Linked DNA regions of Mus musculus: region 1 is linked to region 2. A link is a contact called in public HiChIP or PLAC-seq data. All regions are on one chromosome and are shown on one strand. The core of a region is the stretch at or near the end of the contact, and the rest is flanking DNA. Distances in the headings are between cores, read along the strand shown.

Region 1 (7,405 bases), core at 1,548-4,047, 110 kb before region 2:
GACAACCCCCCTCCCCAGCCCCATACGGCACACATTCACTCAATTAAAAACTAAATAAATATTTTAAGAAAAGAAATGTTCTAATATTCTGTACTCTAAAATATTGCTAACCACGATTTCACGAGTCCTTGCCATTTTATTCTGCATTCACTGTCAGGCCTTTTTTCTTTCACGGTGATTGCAGACACCAGTCTCATTTTACAGGTAAAGAAATGAAGGCTTAGAGAGATTGGACGTGCCCAAGGTCATCCTATTTCTAATTCTGGGGTTCTCTCCGTTCTCTGACAAACTGGCCACCTTCCCATAGCAAGTTTTCATTTTAGGCAATGAAACATGCTAAGAACAGTGTATTGGTTGGTCATTTTAGACTCATGGCCTATTCCCAGACATGCTCTCAAAATTATTAGTAAAGGAAATAAAGTGTAAGGAAATATTAGGTGGTAGTGGAACTGGAACTAATTTTAACCCACCAATGTTTGCAAATAGTGACCGACAGTTCCCATACTGCATCACTGATTTAAAAAAAATAACTAACATGCAATATTCCCCAGGTGCTCTGGGCCAGGACTGGAGATCACCAGGGAAGCAGCAGTCTTTGTCCTCGAAAGGGCAAATTGAAGACAGAGTAAGAATTTTAATAGTCCTTCGTATGACAGCAAGTATAGGCAGGTGCTGTGCTGTGTGATAAGACAAAGGTCAGAGTGTGGAAGAAGGCATAACAGTGGAGAAGGGACTTAGGGAAGAACCTGTGTCAAATAAAGGCTAAAGATGAATAGAGGTTGGACCTCCAGATGAACTGGGAAACTGCGGAGGACTCATGGGAAAGCTGGGCCGATGCCAGTGGAATTACCCACCTGCTAGCTTCCTGGCTGAATGTTTCTGGTCTGTGACCTAAGAACAGGAGAGCTTGAATTTTAAACACATGCATTTCCAGCCTAGCTCAGTCCCAGTGTGTCCTGAGCGACCTGTATCTGCAGAATAGACAAGCAGATGCAAACGGCTATTTACACAGGGATAGCTTTCTGCCTCAGGCAGTTACTGCTTCTCTCAAGGTTGGCGGAGCATGTGGCTTAGAGTTTGAACCTAGAGAAGTTGAAAGCCAAGTACTTATTTAAATATTGATCACGCTCAGTGCCTGAGAGAGAGCAAGAAAACTGCAGCCGGTGGGATTACATGTCCTCTACAATCATGCTGAGAGCATTAGGGACAGTCTCCCTCCGTTTGCTTCTTTTTCGTGTGGAAGAGAGCCTTGGGCTAATGTCTTACAATACCTGTTCCTCTTCCCACAATTCCTTGCCTCTCTCAAGCTGTATATGACAGAATCAACTAAAGAAGAAGAAGAAGAAGAAGAAGAAGAAGAAGAAGAAGAAGAAGAAGAAAAAGAAACAAAAGAACAACAGCAACAGAGGGATCAACAAAGGCTTCTTTTACAAACTTTTCCGCTAACAGGCTTGAAAACTACTTGTGTGTGGTGTGTTGATTCAGCCAATCTCCAGTTGACTTTTTCACATTGAAAATATTGATGTTCGAGAAAAGTGTTATTGCTTTTATTTTTTATCTTCGGGACTTCGTAGTTCTTCAGTGGAGAACACTCTTCTTTGGGACCTAAGGTTCTGCAGTGTGACATCAGAGGATATGAATACAAGTGTCAATACTGCAAGGCCAATGTCAGGTCCTTTATAAAGAAGGAAGGGCAGCGTTTGCCCTAAGACAGGGCTAAAGACCTCAGACCCTGGGTTTTGTTTTTTTGTTTTTGTTTGATTTGTTTTTTGTTTTTTTGGTTTTTTTTTGCCATCCTGCCATTCTTTAGGCTCTGGTTAAACAGGTATGTTAGGAGGGTGGCCCAGGGCATCTGGCAGTGATGGTTTGGGACGGGCCAACACATCTCTCCTGTCCATGTAGTCGGTCTGTCTTCTTGAGAAAAATAAAGGTAATATTAAAGGAACTTAGAAAAGTAGACGCTTAATTTTATCTTTAAAGCTGGAATAATCATCTTAAGCTTATTTTATAGTAAGCTGTACAATGGCGAGACTTTTCACTCGGGACAACTCAGTGCTAAGTGCCTCAGTGCTTTAAGATCCAAGGGGTCCTTTCACATTGTTAGGTGTTGTAAAAGTGGCTATGGCTTTCTCAAAAACAAACAAACAAATGTTGGTGCCGTTTAGGCACCTGTTTGCATAAACGCATAGGGAATCGAGCCTGCAAAGCTTTGGGCCAGAGGAACCTCCATCATCCTCATGAATTAGAGGGAGTCGGCTGTTTTAAAATAGTACTTCCTATTGTAACAGACCCGGGCACTATTATGTCCCGGGTGTGGTGGCTTTGAGCTGAGGACAACCCGAGCCTCCCTCTGGCCTGGCACGGCTCCCTTTAGGAGCCGACCGGCCAGCTCCTTCCTCCGGCGCCACTAGGGCGTGGAGGCCCCCGGGGCGAGCGGGCGCCGCCGCCGCTAGGGTGCAACCCTGCCCTGGCCCAGCAGGTCCCGCTCCGTGCCCGCCGCCGGAGGAAAGCCGAGGCGACCGGCCGCCGCCCCGCGAAGGGAGGGGGCGGCGGAGCCGCAGCAGCTTCAGGTTTCCTCCTGGAGCTGGTGGCGGGCGCGGCCATGTGATGAGGCGGCGACGAGCCCGGCTGGCCAGAGGTGGGCAGGCGGGGACCAGGGGGCGCAGGGGGTGGCCCCAGCTGTGGGCGCGGCGGGCGGGCGAGCGGGGGTGGGGTGGGGTGGGGGGAGCTGCGGCTCCGCCCCTCGGTGCGGCCAGCGGAGCGGAGGGGCGTGGGCAGCTGGGGACCGGCTTCCCCGCTCCGGGCGACGCTGGCCGGCGGGTCGCCCTCGGCAGGCCTCGGGGACAGCGCCTGGCCAGGGCTCCTGGCGTTCCCGAGCCACAGCTCCAGGTAAAGGCGGATTACGGGAGCCATCCCTCTTGTCTCCCCGCAGCCCTGGGCGAAGTTTGCCCACCGGAGTTCTCAGGGGACAAAGTTTCTCTAGGGTCCCCGAGGACGCAGGGGTCTGCAGAGGTGGTGAAAGGCTGCACTCTGTCGGCTGGGCAGCCCGAGGAATGGGCGCCGCCTCCTGGTACCTGGGGATGGCAACAAGTGCATGGCGCTGCCGGGTCGGAGGCAGCAGCTGTGAAGCGCAAACGGGAGGCAGCGGCCACCCCTCACCCTCTCGGGCAAGCGGGGTGGGAGGGGGCAGAGGGTGACGGAGCTCAACCAAAGCTAGTTGCAAGCGATGGAAATCAGAGGCAGGCGGCTGGAGAAGGGTGAACCTCGAGAGCCTGGTTCTCCTCTTCCCATCTGTGTTTCTGGCCAGCTTCACCTATATGCTTGGTGTGTGTGTGGGATGTACCCCAGACTGCTGGTCAGTCTCAAGTTCAGGACATTTATTTCTTGTGGAAACGTTTGCTGAGTTTATAAAAGCATCTATGGTCATCTTGTTTGGGAGGGGCTTTTAGCATTGGGTGGGAATCCGTGCGCTTGTGCCATGAGTTTCTCTGGAATACTCGGTTGTGGGTGGTAGGGGTCACAGGTGGAGAAGGCGTTCTCGCTTGCTGTGAGCTCTGTGAACGCTGGGTGTTCAGACCACCCAGGAAACCCAGCTCTGGTTTCCCAGACACCAGTTAGGTTTCTAAGGGAGACTACTTTAGGAGCCCACAGAGCCTGCCTATTGGTTGCAGCTGGGTGGGCCCAGGGGAAGGGTAACATCTGTGTTTGCTAGCATCTGACTCCCTGACCCCTGCTCAAGTGCCAGCCTCTACACACTCCAAGTTGTAGAGATTGAGCACTCGATTCTGCACCAAGCAGTCAAGAATTACAGTTATAAAGAACGGACACACTGCTTTTCTGTACTTTGCCCTCTCGTGTTCCTAGACCCTGAAGCTGTCTCAGTAAAATGAAATTCTATTCTCAACAACACAAACAAAATCAAAGGCTTGCCCTAGTTAGGCTCTGTGGAAACCACTTTGAACACGATAATTCAAGCTCTGATAACCTTTCCTGGGAAGCTTTCCATAGCTCTATTTTGAGTTTTTATGTGAATGTTAAAACAAATAGGTGTTTGTCTAATCTTGATGAATAGTAGCGCTAACTCCTTTGGAGTGTTTGAAGGAAGAGAACATTGCAGATGCCTTTTGGAGAGGTTGTAGCATTTCAAAGTGATATTCCGATGCAGACTTTATAGTGATTATGCATAATTATTTTTGATTATAGAACTTGGATAGCATCATACTTGATACTTTGTGGTTTGGGAAACTGAGGCACAGAACTAGTTCTTGGGTAAGGGACTCTGGGGCGTGTCCCGGCTAATGTGACATGAGACTGGAGAACAGAGAATCAGTGTTTGCTCTGCTTTGGACTGTTTTTTCCCTTATCAGGGCGGCACAGCCAGGCCAATGGCCAGCAGTTTGTCTAACAGGTGTGTTGGAGGGACTTTCCTCTGAAGTACCGTCTGCCTCTAAGCGGTTAAGAAACACTTAAAGGTACAGAAGGAAATCAGAGTCGGCGACGAAGGTTCTGTGATATCTCATTAGCCCTGTTAGGGTTTCAATATATATATATAATTTGGAAAATTCTGAAATATTTTCTTATTGTGTTCTCATAAGGAACCATTCTTGTGGCTAAGATTTCCACTGGGCAGGAATTTCATATGTGTTTGATACATGTGACTCTCTTTCCCTTGTATGCCATGTGAGAAGAGGAAAAAAAAAATAACAAGTGGGTATTAGTGGCCAACTATACTATTGAAGATGAAGTATTTGATATAAAATCGGTACTTAGGCTCTTAACCAAGTTCTGCCAGAGTTTGTGATCAAGTCTTGATTCTTAAAGAAAAAAGATGAACAGTGTAAATGTTGGAACCCTCTTCTTTGCTGGTAAATGGTTAGGAGAGAGCCAAATAGAGCCTGCATGTCTCCCACAGTCCCAGGGGGCTGTCATTTTATTCTGCCTGAATGCCCTGGGTTTGGGGTATTATTGAGACAGCTCTGGTCTGTGTAGGTTTGGTTTCACTGAAGTTGCACTTGTGTTACTTTCAGTGGGAAAAAGAAGCTCCGGGCTTGTCCCTGTGACTTCAGGTCAGATTTAGTATCAAGAGTGGGGTCATGCTGGACTAAATTAAAAACAGTAGTAGATTTGAAGCCCAGAAACTCAGGGAATTTTGTCATGTTACAACTGTATTGGAAACATGACACCACCCCAAAGGCTTGGGTTTGAATCTCCTGCTTTGGTAAAGCTGAGCTTAGAGATATTTTTCTTGCTTACCAGGAGAGGTTTTTGCCTGGAGCAGATTATACTCTGTAATTTCATCCAGCCCTGGTGACAACTGTCGTTATAATGGTATTGAAACTATATTGTCTAAACTTAATCGGACATTTTGAAAATTTCTCCTGCATGCTTCTCATTCTGTGAAAAGTTTCTTCAGTTTTCATTCCTTCAACAAATCAGAGGAATTGCTGTGTGCTCCATGCTGCTCTTTGCCTTAATCCCCTGGGTGGGTGACTTCAGGCACAGAGAGACACTTCTGTCACTTTTGTGTTTTTAGGATTGGTCCTGCTTTCAGAATGGATTTTTGCCTGCACCACAATCAAGGCATCTGGCTGGGGAAATGAGCCTGTGTGAGGCCATACATCTTAATGTGCTCCCATTTTCCCCAGAAATTTGATCTTAGATACAGTTGTAATTTGCTTATTTGAGCTGTTATTGCTCCTGGATTTCTTCTCCTGGGTAAACAAGATAATGGGATTTGACATCATTTCTTTAATAAGAGGGAAAGTGAAAAAAAATAATTGAATGTTGCGTATTTATTCCAGTGATGTCGGTTTTGAATATGTTTATCAAAAATACATTTTGCTGATCTTTAGAGGTTCCGTCTCTTGTTTCAGTTATTAATCATTTGAAATTTGATTTTAGTAGAAAGTTAATATAAAAGTGATGTTCCTTGAAGAGCAGATGTGTGTGTGTGTGTGTGTGTGTGTGTGTGTGTGTGTGTGTGTGTGTGTGTGTTAGGGGAGGCACCAAAGCAGGCAGGAACCAAGCCCTCAGGTGAGTCACATTCTACCTTTGCCAAGGAGCTGGCTTCTTATGACTACTGAGCATGAGAAAAATATGTACTTGAAATGCAGGTAGCATGCTTTCTGTAGTCCCACCAAACAGGTATCCAGACATTTCCTTAACAGATAGCTAATCAAGGGCTGGCAAGGTGGCTTAGAGGGTTAAAGGCCCTTGCTCCTGAGCCAGACAATTTGAGTTTGATCCTCAGAATCCATATGGTGGAAAGAGATTCCTGAAAGTTGTCCTCTGACCTCCACACCTGAACCAAAGCGTAGAAATGCCCAAAACAAATGAACACATAATAAAAATTTAAAACCCACATATATGATCAAGAGAGTTTTAAATTTTTCATTTGTTTGTTTATTTACTTACTTTTGTGTGTGCAGGTTATGTTGAGGTCAGTGGGCACCTTTGAATTGCCGGCTCTTTCCTTCATCCGTGTGAGCTCTTAGGACTGAATTTAGGTCATTAGGTTTGGCAGCAAGTGCCTTTATCCACTGAGCCATCTGGTCAGTCCGTGAGACAGATCGAATTCTTTAAAAACAGTTAGCTTTTCAATCCTTTGTACAACACCGGTAATCAAGCTTTTGGTGCTCATGTGTAGTCTCGTCCCTTATTTTATAATTTAAAGAATCCGTATTCCACAAACTCCAATGAGATGTTTTCAAGGGTGGACTTTGAAGCCACAGGGAGTTCGACAGACCTGTCTTTGTCCTGGCTATGTGACTCTTTCTTTACTTGAGGGTTTTATCTTTGAAATGGAAATGTCAAGGGCAGGACATAATCCACAGAGGTACAGCACTTTGCCTAGCGTGCCCAAGACCCGGTTAAAAGTAAACGGAAGACAGCTGTAACCCACCGCATTGGCAGTTGCTGAAATTGGTTGAGGAGTAGGTATCAGAAATAGATGGTTATTATGTTGGTAACAAATGACAATGAAGCATTTAAAAAGAGGTGGCACCAGTTACAGGTGTTGCTTAGTGGCAGATAAAAGACATGTTGAGCATGTGAGACCTTGGGTTTGGTCCCCAGCACCCACATGTGTGCCTGGTTTTAGCAGGCTTTCCACCTGGAAAGGTGGTAAGATGTCAGTATGACCCAGGGCAAACTGCCCTTGGCTGGGAATCTAAGGCAGACACTGACCTCTTCATAACCTTCCATCTGTGTGACCTTGAGCGAGTATCAGCGCTTTCTGATCTTCATCCAGCAAAGCAGAAAGGATGAGGCTCCTGGTCTCTAAGACCCTCTCAGTTTGAACATTCTGTACAGTCTTGAAATTTAAAAGGGGCCAGAGCCTCTCAGTCCGTTCACCTTTCCTGGCCTCAGTCCACAAGCCCGGGCATGCGTGGTCTCCAGGCTAGGG
Region 2 (7,515 bases), core at 246-2,745:
TACATGCGTCAGAGGCTGGCAGTTTGGAGCCTCTCCAGGATCGTATAATTTGGTTAATAAAACCCACTAAAGCAAATAGCAGTCCTTTAAGATTTAATTCTAAAATGAATAAAAAAAATGCATATCCATGATGAAACGTGAATGGTGTGTTTGTAAATTCCCAATATCCTTTCTTTAGAACCTCAGGGTTCCATTGACTTCAGTTTGAGAGTCTCTAGTCTACTGAACATGACTGAGTTAAGCATTACACAAAAAGCACGGGAGGAACGGATAGGGATAGAAGGTGCTCGCTGCTTCCCGGGGAGACAATTCATACTCCTGCAGCAGATGGCACGGGCGCTGGGCTCTCGGGACTGGGTATGGTTTAGCACCATTGACTTGTGGCGTGCACAGATAAGCCAAACAGAAAAATAACAACAGCCACAAACACACCCTGTCTCTGGTAGTGTTTATTCCCCTTCTTCGAAGCCTGACTGCTCTGTTCATCTCTGGTCCTCACAATACTCTCACAGAGCTGAACTCTGTCCCTAGCCTTTCCCTTCATTGTTCTGGGTTCTCCCCAGGGGCCCGCAGGACACATCGGATCCCTTGTCAGTGTGGTGGACCCTCAGGCATTTGCAGTGTGACTGTTTACCCACCAGTCTGCTCCTTTGACAAAACAGCTCCAGTTCCTCCAATTGTTTTCCTCTGACAACATGCCTTTTGCATCGCTTTGGCATCTTTGTCACTTTCCTCTAAACACATGGCCCATTTCATTTGGTTTTTATACTGAAAGAGTCCATGGACTAGGTGTGTCTGGCAGGGTAGAGCTAGCTGGACAGCTGGACTGTACTCGGTCCTAGGGCAATTACTAGATTTCTCCAGTATTGACATTTTGTATCTTTCTAGACTGACTCATGATAAAAAATTACTAACCGAATTCCCATCCTATGATTCCTGTGTCCAGTTGTTAAACAGCATTTAATATGATTGATTATTTTGATACCAAGAGAAAAAGAATACAGAAATAGAAATGGTGACTCTCTCTCTCTCTCTCTCTCTCTCTCTCCCTCCCCACCCCCCGCCCCCACTATGTATTCCAACCTGGCTTTGAATTCACTACACAACACAGGCTAGACTCAAATTAAGAGCAATTCTCCTGCTTCAGCCTTCTGGGCACTGGGTTTACAAGTGTGTACTGCTGTGTCCATCTGGGAGCGGAGATAATAATTTCTGTTCTCTCACACACAACCCAGCGTATTTCCCAATACCATCTGCTGTAAGGGTCGGGTATTTGTGTTCAACAGCTAATGACTCTGTGCTTATTATGCAATCTTTATGTTAATAATTTGGAAATTAACCGAACTGAGGTGCTTGTAAAAGCTTGCTCGGGTTGTGGTAGAACATTTATCTAGTATTCACGAGGCCTTGGGTTGGATCCCCAGCTCCAGAGCGGGAGAGATGTAGGGCAGGGACTGCTGTGGTCTTACAGAGTCTACCTTGAATGAGTCTTTATTTGCTTTTGCTGTTAGAGAAACAAAGGTCGTTTCAGTTATAGAGCGGCCCATCGGTCCATTAGGAATGAAGGTCATAATGATCTTTTGGTTTGCATGTTTATCTTTCCTGATGTGCTGAGTTTATCGTACAACTTTGAATAATGGCTCACTTCCTGGATATAACATACACCTGTAATTTATGGTTATTATTTTTGTTGATAAATAATTACTTTTTAAATTTCAGTTTTATTTTACATAATATTTCTGTTACACGTGGAACTTTAGGTACATCTTGTTTCACTGTGTGGTGGTGTCTGTCACTTTGGTCCTTACCATTTCTACCCAGCTCTGATGTCCCAAAGAAGGACCTTTCAGCTCACCCCCTCCCCCAGGTCCCTCCGTGCTGAAAGTTGGCTTATTTCTGTCCATCTCCTCCTCTCTCAAGGTGGAAATTATGCCTACCCCAAAGGCAGCTGCTGTAAGGTGGTTTGTAAGGTTTTTGGCCTATAAATCAGCCTTCATTAAAAAAAAAAGATATTCTCATATCTCGCTCCATTTTAGCCAATCTGTGTTGACATTAATTTTGTTGGGTGCTAAGCTTAAATAATCCTGATATTTTATACTATATAAAAAAATGAGATGTCTTTAAACATGCTTTAGTTCAGTGTTTCTAAACGTGTTTGGATCATGTGTACCTTCTATTACCTTCTAAGGGTCTCTGACTCATTATTCTTACATAAATGTCCACGTCACATGGAGCATCAGGGAGATAAAGGAACACTACCCCCACCCATGGATTCCATGATGAGAAGTTTTGTATTCTGAGTCTAAAATAAATGTTGAGTGGAATATGCCTATGGATTTTAAGACTAGAAACCTCTTATCAAGGGGTTTAGATGGGAAACTATAGTCACGTTACTAAGCAGTTGGGTATTTGCTGATAAAGGAAAAGGGCGGCTGGGGTCTTGGGGTTGGTCGGTAGACTGATCTTTTCAGTGTTTTCCTTTAGAAATGAGGATCATAGCAGTCCTTTATAGCTGTTCCTGTAGAATGAAATGAGAAAGTACATAAAGAAACACTTTCTTTTTTTGTTTTTATTTTTTATTAGATATTTTCTTAATTTACATTTCAAATGCTATCCCGAAAGTCCCCTATACCCTCCCCCTGTCCTGCTCCCCTACCCACTCACTCCCACTTCTTGGCCCTGGCATTCCCCTGTACTGGGGCATATAAAGTTTGCAAGACCAAGGGGCCTCTCTTCCCAGTGATGGCTGACTAGGCCTTCTTCTGCTACACATGCAGCTAGAGACATGAGTTCTGGGGGTACTGGTTAGTTAATATTGTTGTTCCATCTATAGGGTTGCAGATTCCTTCAGCTCCTTGGGTACTTTCTCTAGCTCCTCTATTGGGGGCCCTGTGTTCCATCCAATAGCTGACTGTGAGCATCCAGTTCTGTGTTTGCCAGGCACTGGCATAGCCTCACAAGAGAGCTATATCAAGGTCCTTTCAGCAAAATCTTACAGGCATATGCAATGGTGTCTGCGTTTGGTAGCTGATTATGGGATGATTCCCCCTCACTCCAGTCAGAATGGCTAGGATTAAAAATTCAGGTGACAGCAGATGCTGGTGAGGATGTGGAGAAAGAGGAACACTCCTCCATTGTTGGTGGGATTGCAAACTTGTACAACCACTCTGGAAATCAGTCTGGCGGCTCCTCAGAAAACTGGACATAGTACTACCGGAAGATCCAGCCATACCTCTCCTGGGCATATGCCCAGAAGATGATCTAACTGGTAAGAAGGACACATGCTCCACTATGTTCATAGCAGCCTTATTTATAATAGCCAGAAGCTGGAAAGAACCCAGAACAAAGAACCCTCTGTCCCTCAACAGAGGAATGGATACAGAAAATGTGGTACATTTACACGATGGAGTACTACTCAGCTATTAAAAACAATGAATTTATGAACTTCTTAGGCAAATGGATGGATCTGGAGGATATCATCCTGAGTGAGGTAAACCAATCACAAAAGAAGTCACTTGATATGCACTCACTGATAAGTGGATATTAGCCCAGAAACCTAGGATACCCAAGATACAATTTGCAAAACACAAGAAAATCAAGAAGAAGGAAGGCCAACTCCTGGATACTTCATTCCTCCCTAGAACAGGGAATAAAATACCCATGGAAGGAGTTACAGAGACAAAGTTTGGAGCTAAGACGAAAGGATGGACCATCAAGAAACACTTTCTAATTGTAATGAGTGTGAGTGTATGTGTGTGCATGTGTGTATGTGTGTGTGTGTGTGTGAGTGTGAGTGTATGTGTGTGTGTGAGTGTGAGTGTACGTGTGTGTGTGTCTTAATAGCGTTCTCACGCCCGGCCAGGAAGAACACAACAGACCAGAATCTTCTGCGGCAAAACTTTATTGCTTACATCTTCAGGAGCAGGAGTGCAAAAACCCCCAGCCCCAAAAGCGAAAAGCCCCTTCTATTACATCTTTAGGAGCCAGAGCTCCGGCGCGCGCGCTCTATTGTTTACATCTTTAGGCAGCGAGCGAGCGCAGGGCGCGCAGAGCCAGAGAGATGCCAGCGAGAGAGAAATGGCGGAAACCCGTCCCCTTTTTTAGGAGCGTTATATTTCGCCTAGGACGCATCACTCCCTGATTGGCTGCAGCCCATGGCCGAGCTGACGTTCACGGGAAAGGCAGAGTACAAGTAGTCATAAAATACCCTTGGCACATGCGCAGATTATTTGTTTACCACTTAGAACACAGGATGTCAGCGCCATCTTGTGACGGCGAATGTGGGGGCGGCTCCCAACATCTCCCCCTTTCCTTTTAATAAGAGCAAATAGGCCACCCATATTAATGAGAGTGGAGATAGAGGTCAAATCCCCAGTGTGTAGGTAAAGGAGCCATGTACAGGATTAGCTCTTAGGCTCACAGGCTTTTACCCAGAGCAACCCTGACCTGCTCCCGTGTCGTTTTGCCTGGAGAGAAGGACACTTGGACACTCAACCTTCTTGAAAGATGACATGTCTCCCTAGAATAGGCTCATATATGCCGCAGAGCCTTTCTACTGCAGTGCTTAGCCGTGCAACTCTCTCGGGCTGCTGAAGCACACTCACTCTATCTCGTGCAATGAGACTAGCCTCGTGAGATGTAAGAGCTGAGTGGCCAGCGACCTATTGCCTAAGCATAGATAACCATATATCAGGGGGAGCACCATGTTCTAGAGCTGCAAGCGCCTGGGCAATAACCACCTTGTCTCTCCTAGTTTAGGCCTTAAGCTTACAGACCAACCAAAGAAGCAACACTAATCCACAGCAAAGTGTATCTCCAAATAATATCAATCCCACCCATTCTTTAAAGAAAGAAAATGCTGAGGAGATCCAATTGGGTAATCTTTTGGTCAGGGACAGGTCCAAGCGCGTGGAGTTGACCTGAAGTCTCAATTCCCGAAGGATCTGTTCAAATTCAGCCGTCCAATTCTGTAACATATACTGAAAAAGACTTTTTGACAAATTAGCTGTCCTAGTAAATTTCTCATACTGAATGGAAGTAACACACAATCTCGGAAACTTTTGTTTACACCCCAGCTGAGCTATTTGCCATAATACATCTAGTTGTATCTGGACAAGATCTATGAGTTGATTAACCAGCATGAGACCTCTCTGTATCTTGACATTAGCTGAGGCCTGTTCATCTATGACTGTAGTCACTGAGGCTGACAAAGTGTTAATGGTGTCAGTTGTCTGGACCTGTCCAGACAGAGCCAAGGCTGTCTGAATCAAGGCTAAACCCAGTTCCTAGTTAGTGGTAAAAAAGCAGGAGAATACTTGAGCATTATACATCACCGTCATTGGGAGTGGAAATATCGACATTATCCCCCAACGCTGCTCTCTCTTTATTATTGACGCCCTGGACATCACCAAGACGAGGGACATCAGTATTCCCTTGGTCAGTCTGGATTTTTCGGGTGAGTCTTTCTGGTATCCAAAATGGGTTGTCTTCATTCTGTGGGAAAACACAGATAGCTCCCCTGGATCTTATCAAAATAGGATCCGGGCCATACCATTTATTATCAAGGACATTTTTCCATTTAACCATCTCATTGGGCCTATCTGGCTCTGTACAATGACGTTCAGCTGCAGTATGGCCATGAGCATCAATATTTTAAAAATTGAGTGTAAAGAGTGCCATAGACACAGACACTCTTGGTGCTCGGGGTACAGTCTCCTCAAAAGTTCCCCTCTTCTGTTTTATAAGATAGGCTTTGAGGGTGCGATGCGCACGCTCAACAATATCCTGTCCTTGAGGGTTGTATGGAAGTCCAGTCAGGTGGGTTACGTCCATCTGACGGCAGAACTGTTGGAATTTTTGAGACGTATAAGCTGGTCCATTATCAGTCTTAAGGAGTTTGGGTTTCCCCCAAGCACTCCATGCCTCAAGGCAATGTTGAATCACATGTGAGGCTTTTTCTCCGGTTAACGGAGAAGCAAACATGATGCCAGAACATGTGTCAATGGACACATGGAGATATTGAAGTTTTCCAAAGGAAGAAACATGTGTAACATCCATTTGCCAGACCTGTAGAGGTCGAATACCACGTGGGTTAATTCCCACATGAGGAACTGGCAAGAACTCACAGCAGCTTTGACATTGAGTAACAATGTCACGGGCTTCTTTTCTTGTCAAGGAGAAACGACTGCGTAATGTTTCAGCCGTCACATGAAAATTGTTATGAAAATTTCTTGCAGCCTCTACCGGGGATGATAGGGCAGCAGCCACCACTTTAGTGGCCTTATCTGCCAAATCATTTCCCAGAGCCATGGGGCCAGGTAGGCCTGAATGGGCTCTAACATGAGTAATATAAACAGGAAATCTTCTAGATAACAAAACTAATTGTATCTGCTGAAAAATATTGGCAACTCTACTGGAAGGCTTAATCACTCCAGCCACTTCTAAAAGATTTACTGCATTAACCACATAACAGGAATCTGACACAATATTAAGGGGTTCTAAAAAGGTTTTTAAAACTTCTAAAACCACTAAACATTCTACCACTTGAGGCGAATTTTCATTATATTGTTTGGATACCACCCTACCATTAGCCACATAGGCACCTATGCCAGTTTTTGATCCATCAGTATATACCACAATCCCATTTTTAAGTGGGTTTCTTACTGTTATTTGTGGAAAAACAACAGATTGATTTTGGGCAAACTGTAAAATTGGATGTTTTGGATAATGGTTATCTATTTGTCCTGAAAAGGAGGTAACTAAAACTGCCCAATCATTAGATGTGGCTGCCAAGGTTTGAACCTGTGCAGCGGTATAAGGTACAATTAAAAGATATGGACTTTGCCCAAAGTGGGTGATTGCTGCTTTTAGGCCTTTAAGGGCAAGCTGTGCAATTGCATCAGGATACCAATCTATTATTTTAGCTGGGGATACGTTTGGATGGATCCACAACAATGGCCCATTCTGCCACAAAACTGCGGTTGGCAATTGTGCTGTCTTAAAGACACACAAACTGAAAGGCTGCGAATCCTCAATACGTTGTAATTGTGCATTCTGTAAGGCTTTTTCCACCTTTTGTAAGGCCTGGTTAGCAGCTAGAGTAAGAGCCCTAGGGGAGGAGATATGAGGATCTCCTTCTAAAATACTAAACAAAGGCCTTAACTCAGCAGAAGGAATCTTTAAAAAAGGTCTGAGCCAATTAATATCTCCCAACAGCTTTTGAAAATCATTTAAGGTATGGAGGTGATCTCTTCTTATCTCTACCTTTTGGGGCACAATCTTATCTGGGGACACCACAGAGCCCAAGAATTGTCCTGTATCAGAAATTTGGACCTTTTCTGTGGCTATCTGTAAACCCCACTGACTTAAAGTTTTAAGTAGAAAAGGATATGCCTTTTGTAGCATGGTAAGGTCTTTATGGCACAGGAGGATGTCATCCATGTAAAGGAGCAAAATTAAAGAGGGGAATTGTTCCCTTACTGGCAAAAGAGCTTCTTGTACATAAAGTTGACACAT

Evidence for each region. HiChIP or PLAC-seq counts read pairs in DNA pulled down with a chosen protein or histone mark.
Region 1: an HNF4G HiChIP or PLAC-seq map of pancreatic cancer cells shows a contact between it and region 2. The contact joins the promoter of Arhgef28 here to the enhancer-like site in region 2. A contact is called at or near these places in 4 of 39 promoter capture datasets (the 3T3-L1 cell line, macrophages, second pharyngeal arch cranial neural crest and 1 more), 2 of 484 Hi-C or Micro-C datasets (the N1E-115 cell line and nephron progenitors), 2 of 115 datasets of contacts at active chromatin or transcription factors (embryonic stem cells and pancreatic cancer cells) and 3 of 9 other capture datasets (adipose tissue, embryonic stem cells and pancreatic islet).

Annotation. Positions count from the first base shown.
Region 1 is chr13:98,201,557-98,208,961 of GRCm38.p6, reverse strand. Arhgef28 (Rho guanine nucleotide exchange factor (GEF) 28) reads left to right here and starts at 2,797. Exons shown (of 36, transcript NM_012026.2): 1 at 2,797-2,889.
Region 2 is chr13:98,086,516-98,094,030 of GRCm38.p6, reverse strand. The region is part of intron 2 of Arhgef28 (Rho guanine nucleotide exchange factor (GEF) 28); the gene reads left to right. Among named protein-coding and RNA genes, the nearest start is that of Gm34469, 81 kb to the left of the region's middle. Within about 2 kb of position 1,495, at least 20 of the 459 cell types and tissues checked have an H3K27ac peak or open chromatin away from gene starts, as enhancers often do. A contact at or near this core is called in adipose tissue and pancreatic cancer cells, where this site is marked.